Regions from separate parts of the Mus musculus genome. Here region 2 is linked to region 1. The links are chromatin contacts, called in public promoter capture Hi-C maps. All regions are on one chromosome and are shown on one strand. Each heading gives the region's core, a stretch centred on a gene start, on an enhancer-like site or on the middle of the called end of the contact. The rest is flanking DNA. Distances are from core to core; before and after follow the strand shown. Region 1 overlaps Ptpn14 (protein tyrosine phosphatase, non-receptor type 14). Region 2 overlaps Ptpn14 (protein tyrosine phosphatase, non-receptor type 14).

The links. Capture Hi-C pulls out chosen DNA fragments and counts their contacts.
Region 2: a promoter capture Hi-C map of adipose tissue shows a contact between it and region 1. The contact joins two enhancer-like sites. A contact is called at or near these places in 4 of 484 Hi-C or Micro-C datasets (embryonic fibroblasts, nephron progenitors, uterus and 1 more), 8 of 115 datasets of contacts at active chromatin or transcription factors (craniofacial prominence, double positive thymocytes, embryonic basal ganglia and 5 more) and 3 of 9 other capture datasets (adipose tissue, embryonic stem cells and liver).

What each region holds. Positions count from the first base shown.
Region 1 is chr1:189,745,260-189,748,169 of GRCm38.p6, forward strand. The region is part of intron 1 of Ptpn14 (protein tyrosine phosphatase, non-receptor type 14); the gene reads left to right. Among named protein-coding and RNA genes, the nearest start is that of Ptpn14, 18 kb to the left of the region's middle. Within about 2 kb of position 1,457, at least 27 of the 459 cell types and tissues checked have an H3K27ac peak or open chromatin away from gene starts, as enhancers often do. A contact at or near this core is called in adipose tissue and double positive thymocytes, where this site is marked.
Region 2 is chr1:189,866,184-189,869,273 of GRCm38.p6, forward strand. The region is part of intron 18 of Ptpn14 (protein tyrosine phosphatase, non-receptor type 14); the gene reads left to right. Among named protein-coding and RNA genes, the nearest start is that of Gm26574, 29 kb to the left of the region's middle. Within about 2 kb of position 1,503, at least 166 of the 459 cell types and tissues checked have an H3K27ac peak or open chromatin away from gene starts, as enhancers often do. A contact at or near this core is called in adipose tissue and double positive thymocytes, where this site is marked.

The DNA.
Region 1 (2,910 bases), core at 207-2,706:
GGAGGATCCAGGCTTCCCCTTCAGCCTTTCCAGACAAGCCACAGGGACATGGGGTGTGTGGTAGGATGGGGGGCAGACATGAACATGGGTAACTCCATCTTGTGTTGTACTGTAATTGATTGAACCCTTTTCTTGGAGTCCAAAGCTTGGAGCTAGTCTAGTTTCAACAGTGTGAGTAAGGAATCGGGTAAGCACTGTGGACTACATGACATTTCCTTTACTTGGAGTGCATTGCCCCTGGGGTATGGTTTCCAAAGTGGACTCTGGGTCAGAGGACAAGCCTGGCAGATCTTGTTACATGGGCAGACTGCTCCCTGGAGCACTGTCAACTTAAGGTGCAGTTATTAATATTATTAAATGTGCAGCCTTCTCGGTACCCTGATTGCCCTGGGTTTTGCAACTACTAATTGCTTGTGGTATCTTAAAACCAAAAGATTTAGAAAAGTTGATATTTTCTTATTCAGTTGAGAAAAATAAGGGTGATTAACTTTGTTTCCTGCTTTCTGAAAGTCTTTTTAAAAAAATTGATTGATTGATTGATTGATTGATTTATTATTAGATATTTTCTTTACTTACATTTCAAATGCTATCCCGAAAGTTCCCTATCCCCTCCCCCCGCCCCGCTCCCCTCCCCACCCACTCCCACTTCCTGGCCCTGGCTTCCCCTGCACTGGGGTCTGAAAGTCTTTATTAAAAAAAAAAAAACAAAACAAAACCCTCAGGCTTTTGCTTTTGTCTCTTTGGCTTTATGTGTTTTTTTCTCAGTAACTATTTTTTTTTTAATCTTAAATTTCTTGGGCTTTTGAGATAGCGCCTCATATATCTCAGGCTGACCTAAACTTTCTTTGTAGCCAAAGATGACCTTGATGATTCTCCTGTCTCCGCCTCTGGAATGCTGGGTTTACAAGAGGGTACCACATGCTTGGCTTTGGTAGCTGTTCCTGGAAACACATCTCGTCTTCACCCGGATATTAAAGCGCAACCGTAGAAAAGCAAAAGCATCAGGGTTCTAAGGGGTAAAGGGCAAGTGCAAAGGGGACCACTGCATCCACAGGGGACCTCACTGCATCCACAGGGGACCACTGCATCCACAGGGGACCTCACTGCACCCACAGGGGACCTCACTGCACCCACAGGGGACCTCACTGCATCCACAGGGGACCTCACTGCACCCACAGGGGACCTCACTGCACCCACAGGGGACCTCACTGCATCCACAGGGGACCACTGCATCCACAGGGGACCTCACTGCACCCACAGGGGACCTCACTGCATCCACAGGGGACCTCACTGCATCCACAGGGGACCTCACTGCACCCACAGGGGACCTCACTGCACCCACAGGGGACCTCACTGCACCCACAGGGGACCTCACTGCATGGTTGCATCTTGTGGTTTGCTCCTCTCTTGCCTCGCGCGGTATCCTTTCCCTCCACAGCTTGCAGATTTCCCTTTCCTTTGTGGTTTTCACCAAGTCAAAAAACACTGCATCTGAAACCAAGAGTGGGTTTCCTACAGTGTTTGCTTGAACTGTAGATGAACTCCTTTTATTACCAACCGTGTCTCTCTCTTGTTCTGTTTTACAAGTGTCACATTGCCTGTCACTGTGCCTGTCTTTGGCTTCTACTTAGAAACTGGTGAAAACCTATAAACCTTCCTCAGGGGCAGCTCCAGGACTCTGAAAAGGAGGCAAGAACATTTTCAGGGCAGACCACACCCTTGCCGATCGGGAGAACTGGCTCTCTCTCTCTCTCTCTGTGTGTGTGTCCCTGTGTATGTGGACAACTGCTTGCACATCTGCTTGCACATGTGCATGCCTGTGCTCACGTTGGGGAGGAGGCAATCTGGGACTCATGTAGCTCTTGTGCCTATGACAGAACTACAAACATCTCTCACCTCATTTCACAAGGGAATGCCACAGATCCTTAGAGCTAGGACTCCTTTCTCTGAGAGCTTGTGAGCTGTGTTACATCCCTGTGGGAAGCAACCCGAGTCTATCTGAACAGCAGTGGTTGCTGCCTGTCAAGTGGTAACTGTTAGAACATGGATAAGGGCTAAAGAAAGAGTTTGGGCCGATCGCTGGGAGATCCTTGGAGTTCAGTTTCTGAAGTGGATTTTAATTTTAATTTTAGTTCGTTATGGATAAGTCTTTTCTGAGATTCAGGTTTTTTATTTTTCCATAATCCACACTATATTGACTGACACTCTGCATGTGTTTGTGCATGAGTGTCTATGGATGCATTTTTCTGGGGACTGGTAACCCAGGGCCTTACACACCTAAACCATATCCCTACACCTAGCAAGCATTGAGAGAATTCTTTTTGTCATATTACCTTCCTCCATGATTTCTTTCTTTGAATTAGATTTTAATTTTAGTTTGAGATTATAATACAATTACAGTTCTTCCTTTCTTCTCTTCCTTCCAAACTACGCCTCCTTCACTGGAGCTCAGAACCCGAGACTGCTTCTGACACCTGGTAGCTCGTTTGGTTTCAGGCCTATGAATGAGACTGTGACGTAGCTTCCTTTAGCCTGCTGTAGTCAATCTTGTAGAATGTGATTGCTGGGATTCCTGGCTGCGTATTTCTGTGAAAATTCACTTGAATTTCATTCTTGAAATTTCTTGAGTCTGCAGTTGGGTTAGTGGTCAGAGCAAAGAAGAAACCTCTGTGTTTCCATCTTAGGAAAAACAAAAACAACCCTGCTACTTGGGTGTGTGCGGGGATGGGGAAGAGGGGTGTTATTCTTGTCCAGGAAAAGACAAGCAGACAACTTAAACAGTAACTTTTGGCTTTGGGTTGGGCTAGCTGGTGCACGCCTGTAGTCCCAGCACTGTGAGACAAAGGCAGGAAGATTTATGAGTTTGAGGCTAGCCTGGTCTATAGAGAAAGTTCCAGGATAGCCAGGATT
Region 2 (3,090 bases), core at 253-2,752, 120 kb after region 1:
CCTGTGTGTTGATAGATGCATCTCTGTAGGACACGGTTGTTGTCCTTATGGTATTGTTGGTATTCTGTCTGGACTCCACTCCCACAGTTACCTGGCAACAGCCAGGTAGGCCTGGCCCACTATAAAAGGGGCTGCTTGCCCCCTCTTCTGTCTCTTACTCCTGCTTCCCACTTGATTCTCTCTTGCTCCCCATCTCTCCCCACTTCCTTCCACACTCCCCACCCCACGTGGTCATGGCCAGCTTCTACTTCTCTACTCTCTCCCTCTCTCTGCCTTTCTCTGCCTCTACCACCCTCTTAACTCCCCTCTCCATGTCCTGAATAAACCTTATTCTATACTATACTGTCGTGTGGCTGGTCCCTCAGGGGGAAGGGATGCCTCAGCATGGGCCCACCGAGGCACCCCTTCCCTCACACCTCACCACACCCCCATAGAACATACTCTTACACTTCTTTGTCTTTTTATAATCACAGCAGGTATAGTTTTCATCTGGGGGCGTTTGCCCTTGTCTGGCTTGGCAATATATTGTGTATATTGGCAATATATTGTGCTATGTGGGCCAGCATTGGCCATTCGTTGTTTTAATCACATAGGAGTGTGTTATCTCGAGCTGCCATAGACTCTGGAGTTACAGTGAGAGCCATCGACAACAGCTCTGCTTTCATTCACATAAGATTGTGTGCAGGGTGGGGGCAGTGGTTTTGGTTTCTGCTTCTCCGTTTGTGTGTTGGTTTGTTTATGAAAGTTCTAGGGAGCTAACCCAGAACTTCACACCTGTCAGGAAAGTGCCCTCCCTACCACTGAGCTGTACGCCCCCCAGTTCTGGGTGTTTTCTTGTGCTTCTTCGTGGGTCTTGCTATGTAACCCTTACACCAGGTCCCAAACCCTAGGCTGTAAGGTCAATAGAGGGGCATCCTTACCTCTGCTCTATGGAAAGCCAGGCCCAGAGGAGGAAAGCCAGGCCCAGAGCAATCGTGTGATGATGTAGCCGGTCCTGTGTAACTTTAAGCAGCTGTCTGATGGCAGGAAGCAAGCTCTCCTCCTCTGAGGTCACTTCCTGCCTTCACACTGTTTCCCACAAGCTGTTCAGGTTCCAGATCGTGCAGCAGGGAACCCTTGTTCTGTGTAATGGATGCTTCAGTGTGTTAGTACGTGTACTCGTAGACTCAGAGATTTGAAAAGCAGCTTTATTTAACACTGCCCTGTCCTTAGCTCTTTGGAGCCCCATCCACAGCCTCTGGGAAGGCTGGAGATCACGCTGCTCACCGTGCATCAAAGCCAGCCTGGCGCTGAATGGGTGTGAATTGGGGGATGCAGCCAACGGGGATCCGGTGGGCTTCCCCCCCCACTGAGGCTCAGTGCCCCCAGCCCCCGCTGTGGTATGTTTCCTTCAGTACCCAGCTGCATGCCAGCACATTCCTTGCTGGTGTGGGACAGTCCTAAAACAACTTCTGTTCCCATTGATATTCAGCGATAAGGTGACTCACACAGTTCATTTCCTTCCCCCAGCGCCAGCACAGCCAACCTTATCTGTCCAGTTTGTTTCCCAGGGTTGCTGTTGACCAAGGGGCAACCAGACCGGCTGCTCCGCCCCGTGTGTTCTTCAGGCCTGGCTCCTCCCACTCCTGTCTCCCTCTCAGGAGAAGGGCCAACATATTTAGTTTGTTCTTTAAACAAAGACTTTTAACAAATGAATATAAGACCGTTAGGCCTCCTTTCCTCGCATCCCTGCTTAGCCTGCCTTTTCTAATTACTGAGGTGATTTGTGTGTTTTGTATTTTTGGTTTGTGATTCTAGCAGCGTTCATCTTTGTCAACGAAGAAGTGGCTTTTCTTTTTTCCCCACACTTTCCCCCTTTTGTCTCATTTAAAATATATTTTTAATCATGTGGAGATGCTAGGTTAGGCATGTGTGTGAGTACAACGCCCACAGAGGCCAGAGGAAAGTGTCTGCGGCTCTGACGTGTAGTCACCGTGGTTGTGAGCCACCTGATGGGGGCGCCCGGAGCTGGTGGCGAGTGTGGAGTCCTACCTCTTGAGCTGTCTCTTGCCCAACCATGCTCTCGTTCTCATGACTCACAGCAGTTGGTCTTGGGGAGTGAGGGAGATTCCACCGCTGCGAGGTGGTGGCTGTGAGGTCAAGGTTGGTCTCCAGGCTGCTTTGCAGTGTCAGTACTGTATGGCTTTCCCTGCTGTTCATGGTGTGTCAAGGACCATGTCTGCCCTGCCTTGCATAATGCCAGGGGCACTGTGTACCAGTGGTAGTGGGAGGTGGGGATGGGGGTGGGGTGAGGATGGGGTTCTGATAGCTGTGATGTGGGGGGGGGGTGAGGGGGGGATGGTGGGGGGTGAAAATAGGGGTGAGGATGGAGGTAGGGGTGGGGGGTGAGGATGGGGAGTAGGGGTGATGGTAGGCGTGGTGGTGGGGATAAGGAGGGTGGAAGAGGATATGAGAGAAAGAGAAATGGAGGTGGAGGCTGTGGAGGCAGGGAGGGATGGCAGATTGGGAGGCGGTTTTCCCAAGAGATCAGAAGTGTCTTGAGGGCTGAGGAGCTATCCCAGTGGCCATAAGCGCTCACATGTGAGGCGATTCCCAGCGTCCATGAGAAGCTAGGTGTGGACGAGCACACAGAAAGCCAGGGGAGGCACGAGACTCACAGAACACAGATGATTATATGGGGCGGGAAGGGCACGGTCACAGGGCACAGATGATAGCACAGGGCAGGAAGGGCACCGCACCACAGTGCTGGGGCTCTCTGGTGAGAAGCCAACCCAGATGAGAAGCTGCAAGCTTCAGTTCAGTGAGGGACTCTGTCGCAACGGCATAGGGCATCTGATGTCCGCCTCTGAGAATATGCACCCATGTACAATGGTGTGCACTACAAGCACATACCCCATACATGAGTATCCATGCACCACACAAAGGAAATATCTGGACCAGCAAGATGGGTCAGTGGGTAAAGGTACTAGACAGCAAGCTTTACTACCTGAGTTTGGTCCCCAGGACACGCACAAATAAATGTCATAAATTTAAAAAGAAAGAAAGGAAGGAAGGAAGGAAGGAAGGAAGGAAGGAAGAAAGAAAGAAAGA